Regions from separate parts of the Mus musculus genome. Here all the other regions are linked to region 4. The links are chromatin contacts, called in public ChIA-PET and promoter capture Hi-C maps. All regions are on one chromosome and are shown on one strand. Each heading gives the region's core, a stretch centred on a gene start, on an enhancer-like site or on the middle of the called end of the contact. The rest is flanking DNA. Distances are from core to core; before and after follow the strand shown. Region 1 overlaps Gm19689 (predicted gene, 19689). Region 2 holds the start of Abcg8 (ATP binding cassette subfamily G member 8). Region 3 holds the start of Pkdcc (protein kinase domain containing, cytoplasmic). Region 4 holds the start of Haao (3-hydroxyanthranilate 3,4-dioxygenase). Region 5 overlaps Thada (thyroid adenoma associated).

What was found. Promoter capture Hi-C pulls out the DNA fragments that hold promoters and counts their contacts. ChIA-PET counts read pairs in DNA pulled down with a chosen protein or histone mark.
Region 1: a promoter capture Hi-C map of stem cell-derived epiblast-like cells shows a contact between it and region 4, with 6 times the contacts expected there. The contact joins the enhancer-like site here to the promoter of Haao in region 4. A contact is called at or near these places in 14 of 39 promoter capture datasets (the 3T3-L1 cell line, 3T3-L1-derived adipocytes, the C10 cell line and 9 more), 17 of 484 Hi-C or Micro-C datasets (B cells, the STO cell line, cerebellar granule neurons and 10 more) and 1 of 9 other capture datasets (embryonic stem cells).
Region 2: a promoter capture Hi-C map of liver shows a contact between it and region 4, with 5 times the contacts expected there. The contact joins the promoter of Abcg8 here to the promoter of Haao in region 4. A contact is called at or near these places in 3 of 39 promoter capture datasets (liver and neutrophils).
Region 3: a promoter capture Hi-C map of embryonic stem cells shows a contact between it and region 4. The contact joins the promoter of Pkdcc here to the promoter of Haao in region 4. A contact is called at or near these places in 5 of 39 promoter capture datasets (the C10 cell line, embryonic stem cells, hippocampal neurons and 1 more), 5 of 115 datasets of contacts at active chromatin or transcription factors (T-cell acute lymphoblastic leukemia, embryonic forebrain, embryonic midbrain and 2 more) and 2 of 9 other capture datasets (adipose tissue and embryonic stem cells).
Region 5: an RNA polymerase II ChIA-PET map of memory CD8 T cells shows a contact between it and region 4, with 91 read pairs. The contact joins the enhancer-like site here to the promoter of Haao in region 4. A contact is called at or near these places in 9 of 39 promoter capture datasets (the 3T3-L1 cell line, HPC-7-derived erythroid cells, cranial neural crest and 5 more), 3 of 115 datasets of contacts at active chromatin or transcription factors (CD8 T cells, effector CD8 T cells and memory CD8 T cells) and 2 of 9 other capture datasets (adipose tissue and liver).

Annotation. Positions count from the first base shown.
Region 1 is chr17:83,049,070-83,051,769 of GRCm38.p6, reverse strand. The region is part of intron 2 of Gm19689 (predicted gene, 19689); the gene reads left to right. Among named protein-coding and RNA genes, the nearest start is that of Gm19689, 28 kb to the left of the region's middle. Within about 2 kb of position 1,434, at least 15 of the 459 cell types and tissues checked have an H3K27ac peak or open chromatin away from gene starts, as enhancers often do.
Region 2 is chr17:84,681,720-84,684,419 of GRCm38.p6, reverse strand. Abcg8 (ATP binding cassette subfamily G member 8) reads right to left here and starts at 1,299. Exons shown (of 13, transcript NM_026180.3): 1 at 1,126-1,299. The coding sequence starts at 1,188. It overlaps Abcg5 (ATP binding cassette subfamily G member 5), which reads left to right and starts at 1,409. Exons shown (of 13, transcript NM_031884.2): 1 at 1,409-1,692; 2 at 2,288-2,409. The coding sequence starts at 1,547.
Region 3 is chr17:83,213,944-83,216,643 of GRCm38.p6, reverse strand. It overlaps Pkdcc (protein kinase domain containing, cytoplasmic), which reads right to left and starts at 1,361. Exons shown (of 7, transcript NM_134117.2): 1 at 540-1,361. The coding sequence starts at 1,178. Gm34686 (a long non-coding RNA gene) reads left to right here and starts at 1,510. Exons shown (of 3, transcript XR_001782234.2): 1 at 1,510-2,700.
Region 4 is chr17:83,845,418-83,848,117 of GRCm38.p6, reverse strand. It overlaps Haao (3-hydroxyanthranilate 3,4-dioxygenase), which reads left to right and starts at 1,328. Exons shown (of 10, transcript NM_025325.2): 1 at 1,328-1,481. The coding sequence starts at 1,402.
Region 5 is chr17:84,418,732-84,421,431 of GRCm38.p6, reverse strand. All of the region lies in intron 21 of Thada (thyroid adenoma associated), which reads left to right. Among named protein-coding and RNA genes, the nearest start is that of Gm24722, 29 kb to the right of the region's middle. Within about 2 kb of position 1,326, at least 130 of the 459 cell types and tissues checked have an H3K27ac peak or open chromatin away from gene starts, as enhancers often do. A contact at or near this core is called in CD8 T cells, effector CD8 T cells, hematopoietic stem and progenitor cells and 1 more, where this site is marked.

The DNA.
Region 1 (2,700 bases), core at 185-2,684, 800 kb after region 4:
TGAGGCCTGGGGATAGACATGGGCAGAGACGACTCAGTCAAGAGCCCCAGGGGTGCTCTGTGCTCTTCTCCCTGTAGCTGTGGGGACAGGCAGAAGGGAGGTCTGGCTTGCACACTTTAGGATTCTGCAGCCTGCAGCTCAGGGATGACACCCACCAGCATAAGGTGCTCAAGGAGACAGGCACATGGACCTGCTTGCCATGCTGGAGCTCCGATGACCTCTCCTCGAAATACATGGAGCTGCCACGGAGACAATTTGTTCTCAGTGTGAGTTATCAGATGGAATGATGGAGCCAAGAAAGAGGCCGTGCAGGTCTGGGCTACTGAGATCTGGACATTCCTCATTTTACTGCATAGCCAGTGTCCCTAGCTCTGGCTGTCCCCTGTTCTTGGCAGTGACCAGTTGGAGAGGGATTAGATGGCTCGGGCTGCATTTACCTTGGTGTGCTGCTGCCTCTCTTGACGGTGTTGCTAGTCACCTTCTTCCTCTTCCTCTTCTTCCTCTTGCTCCTGATCTTCTTCTGCTCCTTCCTACCATGAGCACTGGGCGGGGGTGGGCAGGGGTGGGTGGTGGTGGTGGTGGGGTGGGTGGTGGTGGTGGGAAGCACAGGCATCCTTGAATCTGCAAAGAGGCGTGTCCATCTCCATGCTCCATTCTGCTGGAAAACCCAGAACAATTCCTATTATTTTCGGTTCCCAGACCTTGAATGTGTCAGGCTTCAGGTTCACTTCCTACGTCTCTCTCCGGCGCCCGGATCTGCAAGTAATTTAACCTTGTTTTTATAGAGCGCAAAGACGTTCCGCTTGTTTACACTGGAGACAAATTTTCCTCAATTGACGCAATCCTATTGATGAAATAATGACTTTCTTCCTCATTTAAAGGTAATTTTGGCTGGTGTCATGACTTGCAGGAGAAAGTGAAAGGCCCCTGTGTCCTGCTGAGTGAAGGGCAGGCTCCCAGGGCTCCAGGCTGAGGCTTTCTCTCACCTGTTCTGAAGCATCTCAGGCGGTCCAGGGAGGCTGGTGCCCAGACCAGAGGAGTTGGCTAAACAGCCAGTCCTTGATTAGGGAAATCAGAAAGCAACCTTGACTGGGTAATGAATGCCAAGGTTGGGCAGGATAGATGTACTTTGTATCAACAATGCCTTGATTAATTTCCAGATTCTTAGCATCTAATCAGCTAGGGCCTTCACTTCCACTGTGGGTGTTTTTTTTTTTTTTTTTTTTTTAAGGTCACATCACATGACAGCCAGGACATGCTATTTTGGTCAAGGATTTAAAATCAAAGAGATGGAGCAGAGTGTCAGGGCGAATGACGGGGAGCTGTGCACAGAGAAGGGGCACACGGATGGGGCCGGGGAGATCTTGGCTTCCTCTGGGCCTAGGTACTCAGGAGAGAGCAGGGAGAGCCAGGTCCAGTGACTTCTGAGACCTTCTCCCTTCGGTTCTGTGACGCAAGGAAACCAAGAGGCCTCTGTTCATTCTCGCTTCCGTTCCGGGTCCTTGGGCTGTGTATTTTGATAAAGATAAGAGCAGAGGACATACGGGGGGATGGCCCTCTTCCATTACTTTCCAGTGAGGCTGGGACAATGCATTCTGTGTTAGTAGTGCTGTTTGAGAACTAGATATCCTCATATGTTCTAGGGCTCTTGGGGGTTGGAATGTATATTATGCAATAACTTTTAAAATACTTTAGTAGAAGCTTGGGTTGTAGCTCAGGGCTAGGAGGCTCGTTTCGCATGGGTAAGGTCTATCTAGGTTCGATCTACATCACTACAAAAACATTTTAAGAAAAAAAATAATAACTTGTAAACACTTGGGGATGTATTTCTAAAAGCAAACCAAGAGTATCATAGGTACTGTGGCCTCACAGTACCTAAGTGCTGGTGGCTGGAGTGTTTTAGGTTGTTTAGGCTGTTGCAGACACTAGCAAGGCATTCCATGGTTTTCTCTTCGCCAGAAGTTAGCAGGCATTTTTGTGAAGAAGCTAGAGAGTAAATATTTCAGCCTCTTCGGACTAGAAGGCTGTAAGCACCAGGATACAGCCTGTTAGAGGCAACATGTAAATGCGTGTGGCTGCTTTCTGATAAACTTTATCTGTGGGCATTGGAATTTCATATTCTGCTTATGGGTCACAAGGTGTTCTTCTCTTGATCTTGTTGGTCACTTATATTGTAAAATTATATTTTTTCTCCTCATAAGTGATGAGCTAGATTTGGCCAGTTGATAGGAGATCTGTTCTTTAGGATAGTCCTTTAAGGAGGGACCATTAATGGACAATGCAAATCAAGGCTTACTTAAAGTAGAATAAGAGCTAGAATATTACCTGTTTTTTTGGATAAAAGGTCTCTTGCATCCCAGGCTGGCTTCAGACTCAATGTGCATCATCATGCACAGTATGCTGGGGTATCAAGGCCAAAGCTTCGTGCATGCTAGGCAAACAGCTTACCAACTGGGCTACATTGTTAGCCTAAGCAGCTAATCTTGTCTACTCGCTTGAACTTTTCAGAGACGTCAAATGAGACTGGTAGACTTGGAGACTTGGTTCCTTATTTTTAATGGCCATAAAAAAGAGGTGCTTCCTAGAGATTCAGATTCAAAACATCCCAGCAAGATGGGTCCCTGACCATGCTAGGAGATCTCAGGCTGGCTTAGGAGTTGTACAGGACAATGGCTTTAAAGGGCATTGGCTGGGAGGAAA
Region 2 (2,700 bases), core at 50-2,549, 840 kb before region 4:
GTGGCCATCCTGTTCTGGTCTTTGTCTCCAGAAAAGTGGGCCGGGTGTAGAAGCTGGGGGGAGGGGGAGGTCGTCTTTGCTCTGTCTTCCCATACTGCCTTCTGCTTCAAATCCTGCCCACAACTCGAGTCAAAGGCCATTTATCAAGCAAATGTTTCTCCGGTTAATGAGGAAGGAGGCCTAGGAGCTCCACTTCCTGGCCACCTCGCTGCTCTCTGTCCACTCTGCCTCCCTCCCAGACCATAAGACTGCAAGCACACAATTCTGACGCTCCCAAACAAGCGATCACTATCACAGCCAGTGTATTTGTAAACTGCCTGAAACCAATGTGTAGCCATAGAAATATTTTCTTGTAATAAGAGAAAAAAATAAATCGTGGGCTGGGGGAATGGCTCAGTTGTAGAACACTTGGTTCAACCTCCTGTTACACACAGGGGGGGGGGAGAAGTGGGGGGGCAGAGGAGGAGGAAGGAAGAAGGAAGAGGGAAGAGGAGAAAGAGGAAAGTGGCCCTCAGAGGGATTTATGACCTGACTTCCCAGCCGTGAGCCCTGCCCTTTCAGTGAGGTTTCTCTAAGCAGAGCCTCAACTCTACAAGGTAGCGAGATGCCTCAACCCCTCCTTGGCATTTGTTCCTGACACCTGCCCTTTCTCTCTGTCTCTCTGTCTATTGGTCTGTCTGTCCCTGCAGCTTCTCAGCCTCACACAGAGACCTTTAGGCTTCCCCCTGGCCTTCTCTTTCCTCTGGTTCTCACCAAACAATGCCAAGGACTAACTTACTACATAAGTATGGCAAGCGTAGCGATCTGTTGTTACCTCCCCGCTGTCTCTTGACTACCACTGAGATTCTTGGTCTGACAGTCACATGGGTCAACGCTCTGTGATGGAATGTCATTTGGAAAACATCAATCCCGGTCATTCACAGGAGCGTGCTGTCGTGGGGAAGTGACCTCAGAGGTCTCCTGGCTCCTGAGACTGTTCCCCTCAGACCATCAACACTGAGGAGACAGGGCCCTGCCGCCCCATTTCCATTCTACTTGAAGTCCAGGTGGTACATTAGGACTAATCCTGTGGTAGGAAAGAAAAGTCAGTCTGACACTGCCTCCCCCCTGGCAGAGCTCACTCACCGAAGCATCCTGAAGTACAGTCCCATTCCACAGCTGGGTCTCTTCTTTGGTTTTCTCAGCCATGACCAGTGCTGTTTGTGCCCTTTGTGTGGCCTCCCCTGCTGTTGGGCTCTCTCTGTCTTTGCTCCTTAGAGCTGGGGCACCTGAGCCCTCCTCTGTGCCAGCCTTTCTCCCAGCATTCCTCTCTGGCAAACACTCCTATAAACACACCGTGTGTTCTGCCTATTGTCGAGATAAGGACACTCTGGCTAAAGGTACATCAGATAATGGCATCGTTGGCCAAATTGGTGAACTGTTATCTCACGAGGATTCCAGGGCTGGGTAGGATCGGACAGGGCACTCCCATTGGCTCCTCAGTTAAAGCTGCCCTGGAGCCGGACAGGCCACTAGAAAATTCACTTGCATTTGCTTCCTGCTAGCCATGGGTGAGCTGCCCTTTCTGAGTCCAGAGGGAGCCAGAGGGCCTCACATCAACAGAGGGTCTCTGAGCTCCCTGGAGCAAGGTTCGGTCACGGGCACAGAGGCTCGGCACAGCTTAGGTGTCCTGCATGTGTCCTACAGCGTCAGGTAAGGGGACCTCCACAGCAAAAAGCTAGGCTCTCTGATTGCCTTTTCTGAATGGGTGGGTGGGCCTGTGGGCTTTGGGTTGTCTGTCCAGCAGATCAGGGTGAAAGTGGACAGTCTGTAACAACAGTGAGTCGTTCCTCCTCCTCCTCCTGCGCAGGGCAGAGCCTGGACATTAAAACATGCCCTGCCTGAAGCCGCTTGCTGCTTCTCACTGATTTCTGCTCTCCCCTTCCTTGACTCGCCCACCACCTGTCCTGTGTAGATGGAGAAGGCTCGGAGAGTGGGGGTGCTGGGGGCACAAAATGGAATGAACACTGCTGAAGGAATGCAGGGTTCACTTCAAGAAGAAAGCAGTGTGCAGGTGTACCATCTCCCAGTCAGAGACCCAGTAATCAGAGCAGCTAATGGGAGGCATGCTCCTTGGGTGGTGGCCAACTTGTCATTATACCTCCAAGGACAACAGAGTGGTACATAAGGCTAAAACAGAGTTGTCAACCTGTCCAGGGGCAACTGGGATGGGGTAGGGCTGGGAGCAGGGGTCTGGCACCTTCCAGGACCCTACTCTGCCTTTGCCCTTGTGGGATTTCCTTTAAAGCAACCGTGTCGGGCCTTGGTGGAACATCAAATCATGCCAGCAGAAGTGGGACAGGCAAATCCTCAAAGATGTCTCCTTGTACATCGAGAGTGGCCAGATTATGTGCATCTTAGGCAGCTCAGGTAAGTGCCTGGGGGGGCCGGGGCTCCTGTACTTCTAAGGCAGGCTCTGGGAGGCTTTGGCTCTGTCTAAGCACAATGTTTAAGAAGTAAGTTTAAGTTGTAGAGAGGCAGCCATGCATTTGGCATTTGAATACAATCTGGTGACTTGTCTGGCTGCCAATAGAACCTAGTACCAAAGTGAAATCTTGAGGAAAATCCCTGGAAAGAGTGGAAAGTCCTGCCTAACACGTAAGTGCCTTCTTTGCTTGTTTGATTGACTGTGATGCTAGAGAGCAAACCCAGAGCCTTGGG
Region 3 (2,700 bases), core at 112-2,611, 630 kb after region 4:
GTGAGAAATGAGGGTCTCCCTGAAGATCAAGTCAGATCCATGGTCTCCTTTTGGGCCCCTCCCATACCCACTGAGGCTTAACATCACCTCCAAAGCCAGACGTGTCGCTGGACTTTGAAAAAAGTATGGTTCAGGCTCTACCAATATGGGGGATCCTATTTCTGCATCTGGGAGCTGACTGAAGCTGGATGTTGGAGTTGGACCTGAGGTCACTATGACTGGAGATAATACTCCACCAGCTTTAGCCAGCAGCAGGGTCCTCTGTGGTCACAACTCCTAATCACTGCCTTATCACCAGCTTGGGACCCTTCTGGTCCTTGCCTCTGTCTTTACGGGATGCGTTTAAGCTGGTACAGGGTTCTACCCAAAGGGTGAGAGACCCCGGCAGGGTGGTGCTGAGTGTGGTTCCCTAATCTGGGTTCTGCACCTAGCTGCAACTGGGCAGTCTTGGACGCCCTGAGACTTATTTACTCCGTAAGACCAAGGAGTCTTTCAGAGTGGCCAGCCAGCCCCCTCATCCCGGAACCCCACTGTCGTACCTGCAGCACGTTGGGGTGCCGCAGCCGCTCCAGCAGCACCATCTCTTTGAGCAGCTTGTGGGCCGCCAGGCGATAGCAGCCCCTTCGCGCCCCGAACTCGCGCACGCAGCTGCCCAGATCGTGGCCGCTGAAGTCCACTGCTTTAAGCGCCACCGCGGCGCCGCCGGGCAGGCGGACCCGGTACACAGCCTTAGTGTAGCCTGAGCCCACGTACTGCGCGCCAGACACGTTGCGGAGCGCGGCGCAGCCTAGGCGCGGGCCCGGGCCGGGGGAGCCCGGGCCGGGAGCAGGGGGCCAGCCCGGAGCGCCGTCGGGCGGGGACCGGACCCGCGGGGGCCGGGGACGCTGCAGGCCCGGCCCGCCCGGAGCCAGGTCCATCAGGCGCCGCCGCTCTGGCCGGCCCGCTCCCGGCCCCGGCCCCCCGCGGGAATAGCGCTGCACCTCCTCGTAGCGCTCCCGGATCTGCCGGGCCAGCTCCCCACGGCCCCCGCGACGGCCCGGGCCCGGGGCTGCCGAGGACCCCGGGGACTGGCCTGGCCGCGGAGGCTCCGAGCCCGGTGCGAAGAGCACGTTGAGGACGGAGCCCAGCAGGAAGGAGGCGCAGAAACCAGCGGCCACGGCCGCCCGCCGGCGCCGCATCGCTCCCCTCCCCCCGGCCGGCCGCGCGCCGCTCCCCGGCCCCGGCCCCGGCCCCGGCCCCGGGCGGCTCAGGCTCCGAGGCGACTCGGCTTCGCGCCGCGCCGGCCCCCTGCCCAGCCCGCGCGCATGGCCCGGGCAGCCCCGACCCCGGCCCCCGGCGGGCGGCACATCGGCCTGACACTTGCCTCCCTCCCGCCCTGCCCCCGCCGCTTATAAGGCCCGGAGCCACCCCCGCGCCCGCCCCTCCGCCAGCGCCTCCCCGCGCCCGGCCGAGCCAGTCCTCGGCGCCGCCCCCTCTGGCCGCCCGGGCCGGCCTTCCCCGCTGACTGACAGCGGGACCTCCTCCCGCGGCCAGCCGGGCCTGGGAAGCGGCGCGGAGGCGGCTCCGGCCCTGCCCGGCGCGCGGCCCCCCGAGCTCGGGTTGGGGAGCGGGGGAGGGGGAGGGGGCGGCCGCGCGCAGGGCTTCCAAGCCCGAGGCCAGGCTGGATAACGGGACCCGGAGGCCGAAAGCGGAGCTGGCCGACCTGGTGCGGGGAGTTGGAGGGGCGAGGCCGGCGGGTAACGGGCTCCAAGGGGCAAGCCGCCAAGGCCCGGGTGCGGGGATCTCAGGGGTACACGCTGCCTCCTGGGGGAGGTGGGGAGTCGGGGCTGCAGTGCAGTGCGCAGGGGTTCCTCCTTCTGCGGGTGAGGCTGCTCTGGGACAGCCCGGGTTCAGGGTGTGATGAAGGGCGGCGCACTGGGGAGGCTGCCCCGCACCTGCGAGAGCGCGAGGGGTGGGGACTGTGGTCTCAGAGTTAATCAGGAGGTTTCGGAAGAATTCTTTTTTTTTTTCAACTGTCTTCTACCAGGACTTTCTGATTTTCCTGGTTCCCGAATCCCCACATCTCGACAACACAGCTCCATCCCCATCCCCGAGAACCTCGATCTTTGACCCGCCAGTAGGGGGTCGGAACCGTATACAGCGAGTGCATTAGTGTCCACGCACATCTGTCTGTGGAATGTGTGCATCCGCATGTCCCGAGGGGCTACTGTGTCTCTAGGATGGGAGTGAGTGTGTGCCCTGTGTGTTAGTGCTGACTCCATCAGAACTTCTGGTCCCTCCTCCTCCCTCCCTGATTGCATCATTAGTGCTAATTGAGGGGCTTTCACACGCCAGTGCATTAGCTGTTTGGAGTGAGCTCCCCCCTCCTGCGAGATAAGCTGCCGCCCCTCCCCCTCGTGGCTCTCCACTTCCCTAGGGCACTGAAACTGTCCACCGAGGTCGTCTCACTTCCTCAGGCTCCCTCCTGCTTTGCTCTGGGCAGGAAAAAGTTATCTCTCTTCCTGCAGTGCCGTGGATTCGGCTGGAGCGACGGCATATGGGGTAAAATTTAGGGGCTGGAGAAAGAATCCAGAGCCGCCTTTCTGAGGGGCTTTCTAGGAAGGAGGGGTTTTCCCTCAAGAGGTCTCCTGTTCCTATCCAACGCAGGGAGGAACTCTGTGACAGGGAATAAAACTTGCGGCTAGCTCTTTTGGAAGTTCA
Region 4 (2,700 bases), core at 79-2,578:
TCCTTGCCTTCCCCTCTTCCTCCTACGTTTCCTGCCCCAGGGCAACCTTGGCTGAGGAGCCTCTAGTCTGGCAGGCTCTGGGGTGGGTTTGAATGTGCTTGGCCTGGGGAGTGGCACTATTAGGAGGTGTGGCCTTGTTGGAGGAAGTGTGTCAGTGGGGTTGGGGAGGACTTTGAGGCCCTCCTCCTAACTGCCTAGAAGACAGACTGCTCCTGTCTTCTTTTAGAACAAGCTGTAGACCTCTCAGCTCCTTCTCCAGCACCATGCCTGCCTGGGATGCTGCCATGCTTCCCGCCATGATGATAATGGACTGAACCTCTGAACCTGTAAGCCAGCCCCAGTTAAACTTTGTCCTTTATAAGAGGTCTTGGTGTCTCTTCACAGCAATAAAACCCTAAATAAGACAGACACCTAGGACCATCTTCACCTGTAAAGGTCTTCACATGTGGGTGGCTTAAAACATGCAAGGGTGGGGATTGTAGGTTTATGGTGACATCCATCTGTAATCCTAGTACTGAGGTAGAAGGATAGAGTTTGAGGCTAGCCTGAGCTACATAGCAACCTGCCCAACATTCTGGGTCACAAAGTGATTTCTTGTCTCAAAAACAAAAACCAAATAATAAAATATAAACAAGACGTGTGAGGGGACAGGGACATTCTGAAGCTCCATGGCAGAGTTTGCCTAGCACACTAAAGACTCTGGTTCAATTCCCCATGGAGGGGTAAAGAGCTCACTCAGACCAGTGCTGGACACCTCATTCCTGCCCACTACTACTAGGCGCCAGGGCTGCCGAGCTGGACCAGGCCTCAGCTGCAAAGCAAGGTGAGGACAGGGTATCTCAGGTCTAGCCAATCACATCTGCAGGACTGGGCCAGACCTCCGTGCTCCGGAGGAGACTGGATGCAGCCTGTTCATTGCCTCCTGTGATGGCCTCTGTGTGCTCCTGTTGCCTTCAGTCCTCCTTGTGCTCAAAGTCTCCGATTTTCAAACCTTTATTCTCCCAACACAATGTTTCTTTAGAGGCAGGGCAGAAGAAGAAACCCGAAAAGCTGAAAGCCCAGCGTCCTGCATCTTACATGGGCCCAGTAGGTACCAGAGTCCAGCTTCGGTCCAGAGCAACTAGGTGTTGGGAGGATGCTGGCCATGTCCCAGGAGGCGGGTCTGTTCTTGGGCTTTGATCCCTGCTCCGGCGTGTGTGCAGGGGCAGGGCAAGTAGTCTCAGACTCTAGAGCTGCCCCCTCAGAGTGGCAGGGGATTGCTCAGCTCTTTGACCTCTGGTAACCTAATTAACTAGGTGGCCAACAGGAGACTGCGCAGATCGCAGGTCGCAGATCGCATCACTCCAACCTCCCGATTACCTGGCCACCACGTTGTGGGCAGAAGAGTCCTGCCTGCCGGCCATGGAACGCCGTGTGAGAGTGAAGTCTTGGGTAGAAGAGAATCGGGCCTCCTTTCAGCCTCCGGTTTGCAACAAGCTTATGTGAGTCGCCAGCACCCGGTGACTACAACCCACCCTCTTTCTTACTCCTCTTCCCTCAGCTGTCCCCTCCCCCTCTAACCTTGCGTTCCATCCACTTGGTGCTCTTCTGGGGAGGGTGAAAACGACCTGTTTCTTCTTTCACTACCTCAGTATGTTCCTCTTTCTGGAGACCACAGACTTGTGGCCATGACTTCTGAGACCAGCTTGTGTGTCTCTGAGGCTGTGAGAGATGAGGTGGCAGGGTGTGACATTCCTTCCTTCCGCAGCTGAAAGCACCTTTCCAACCCACTGCCCCCATGCACCTTGGGGAGAACCTGGTGTTCAATGCCCCGGACTAGAACTTAAGGCCTGGAGGCCTAGAACCAAGCACCTCAACCCTTGGCAAACCCCGAAGCTATGGAGTCAGATGAACAATTCTTTGGATGAGGGGGCTTGAATTCCCAATCTTCCTGCTTCTATTTCCCAAGTGCCACAACACCCTGTTTCTGAGGTGCTGAGGGAAGAAGTCAGTGAATGCTAGGCTCCCACTTTTCCAAACGGAGCTGCATCCCTAGTCCTGGGGATTCTTAATTCAGGGCTCAAGGCCAGGACACAAACACCAGACCCACCCAAGTCTCCTCTAACTACAGCACAGACTGCCTCCTTCCCCTCCCCCTCCCCTCCCTCAGTTCCACAGCAGAGCTTCTTGCACCACCTCCACAGACCCGAACTCCCCGTGTCTGTGTGGCTATAAGTTATTTCCAGTGGGCAGTGTCCCAACCCAAATGGCTCCAGACATTTCCACCCCAATGGGAAGACTAGCCAAGTATATCACATCGTCTCCTTGACTTCTCACATAGCCCCCCATGAGTTGGGATTTAATAAGTAACTTTCCCAATGTCACAGAACTAGAGGGGGACAGAGTCCATGAGCAAGCCCAGGAAGAGTTTGACTACAAAGTCCACGCATGCTCTTGGTCACTGCGCAATACCCCCGTAGCTAACCAGGACAGCCCCCCCCCCCCCCCGAGCCTCCTCTCTTCTGCCACTGCTGCTTTCCTGTTTGGAGCTTTACCATTTTTGTCTCTCTTCTCCACGTCTTCCCTGTCTGCTGTCTCTCATTTTCACTCCTCCCAGCCTTCCTCCCTCCAAGCCCGTGGGCATTTCTCTGATTCAGTCCACATCAGCCTGGTTAGAAGCAACTGCCTGCCCAGCCTCCAGGCCTGCTTACCCCCACGCCC
Region 5 (2,700 bases), core at 77-2,576, 570 kb before region 4:
CATTACTATAGGATTTCTGTTTTTCTGAACATAAAATTGCTTCTTTAAAAAATGTTTTTTTTATTTAAATATTTCAGATTTGATTATTTTCTGGGTGTTTGCTTGCATAGAACTATGCATCAGAAGTGTGCGCTGTGTCTGTGGAGGCCAGAAGAGGGCACCAAATCCCCTGGAACTGGAATTCCAGATGGTTGGGAGCCACCATGTAGATCCTGGGGACTGACCCCTGGGTCCTCTTACCAGAGCAGCAAGTGCTCTTGACAGCTCGTCTAGCTCTTCGTCATATTGACTTTTGAGACACTGCCTTGTTATTGAGCCCAGGCTGGCCTTCCAAGTACTCGAACCACAGCAGGTTCTAAATTCTGCTTTTATAAATAAAAAGTGATTGCATATATTTAATACTTTCAAGAATTAGTTTGTATCAGGGTGACTGGCTGTACCTAAGGTAAATCTGCACATTCTTGGTGCCAAGAACATAGTCACTTAGCAAAGCTACCTTTGCTGTACATGCTGACAAAACCCACCAACCTGAGAGGTCACCACTTAGATAGGTGAGTGTGAACCTAGCCGACTTCTCTCTGTAAAGCTAAAACAGCAGCAGTCAGCCTGAGTCTCCTTCTCACCTCCCTCTTACGTTCTGGGGGTCCTGCTTTTGTTCTCAGATCACCCTGCTTTCTGACCTTGGTTAAGGCTGACTACTCAAGGAGCGCACACAGGAGGATGATTATAACCACGGCTGACAGGAGGCAGGAGGACAAGTTGGGGACTTTGTTGCTATATGGAGAGGAGAGCTGGTGCTTATTTTCAATTCTGAGTTTTTAATGCTTGGTTCATTGAAGGCGCTTTGCTGTGATACTCCCCAGCTCCCTTCAGTATGAGGAAATGGATTCATTACCTGGGCTGACAAAGATCCCAAAGCTAATTTCTGCCTCTGTCCTTCCCCTCATGGGTTCGCGTGGCACAGTGCTCCCTTTGTTCTGAGTGACTCACTTAGGTTTTCTTTAAGGTGATTTCCCCTTCCCCTTCCCCACACCAGCTCTCTCAAGGCATGAAAGATAACTTTCTACTGGAGTTTTGACTACCTGATCCTTCCTATAGAGCATTTCTTGTGAGGCAGTGTGCTCTCCCAGCTTCTTCAAGAGGAAATTGTTCCCCTGGTGGCAGGTCTGACTGTCCTGCTCTGTAATCACACAATGAAAGGTTCTTTTATAGTGTCCTGCGCTGGTGGCAGAGATAAAGCTGCTTTGAGGGCTGTAAGCTGAGACCCTTCAAGAGTGAGCAGTGCACACAAGCTTATCTCAGTGTTTCCTGACTCACTGGTGTGTGTCTAGGTTTCGAGCTTGCTGCTCTGCTGACAGACCTGCTGGATATTTTGTTGGCCCTCTTTCCAGTGTGATGCTGATACTGATCTTTAAATGCCTACTGAGGTTTTAAAATAACTTCTGTGTTGAATATCAATTTCTCTGTAGATTCCACCTAGTGTTTCTAAAAACAGGCTTTTGGGTACGTTTTCTTCACACTTGCTTGCGTCACACTCTGTAGTAGTTGTTCCCACAGAAACCCTGTGAGGAAGTATTGCCAGCTGGTAGAACCTTCTGCTTCAGATTCTGGTGATGCGTGGGTGATCGGGGTCCTTGATTGGCTGGGTGCATTTCCTCTGTTGTGTCATTATTTAATTTTTTTGTGATTGATTACAAACGGAATTCACTCATTAGTATTCATAAGTCACAAAGGAATTGCCTGTTTTATTTTGTTTATATTAGATTTTAGAAATTATGAGTATATTGAGCTCTGATGAGTAGAAGTGTTAACTTTTAAACTTCAGGAGAGACCACATCATTTAGTCGCCTGTTTACTGACTGTTTTACTGCATGGGTGTTGTGGGAACACAGAGAAGACTCAGATGTGGTTTTCTGATCACCCAGAGCTGAGTTATGCAGCGAAGCAGTGCCTCACTTGGAGAACCCAGGCCTGAAGGGTAACAGTCAGACGGTCTGTGCTGAGCATTTGCTAGAACAAGGAAAATAGACCTTCTGGTAAGACGGTGTCTGCACACCAGAAAGCCTTTATAATGATATAGAGGAACAAAGCTTAGATTTTGAAGAAATTCTCATTGTTAGTAAGAAATGATTATAATGGAGCAGGATTGCTTTTAAACATAGTCATTTTATTAGGCTTTAAGTCCTGTGGAGCGTCTCATGTAAACAAAATGGAATTAGAGTCTTCCAGCTGGAGACAGTCCCAACATTATAAGAAATGGTTCTGTTTTAAACTCGGAATTTAAATTAAGGCTTACTATTTTATAGTATACTGTCAAACCAAAATTAGACATTTATAGACTGCTAGTTTATCTGATGGTAAGCTATAGATGCCTGGAGACATAGCAAGTAGCTGTTCTCCCCTGTGGACTTGTGACCTGTAAATCTGTAAAACATTGCTAATTTGCTTTAGGGTTTTATAAAAAGTCAGAAGTAGAATATGTTAAATTTAAAGGGCAGTGTCATGTTTAATTTTAAGATTAGAAATCAGTATCTTCTTTTTATTTCACTTTAGCTTTGGTTTCCTTCAGGGTCCCTGAGAGCTGTGTATGCTGGCTTGTGCCTGTAATCCTAGTACTTGGAGGCTGAGGCAGGAGGATCATCAGAGAGTCAAGGCCAGCTTCAGCTATGTAGTGAGTTTCAAGCCAGCCTGAACTGTAAA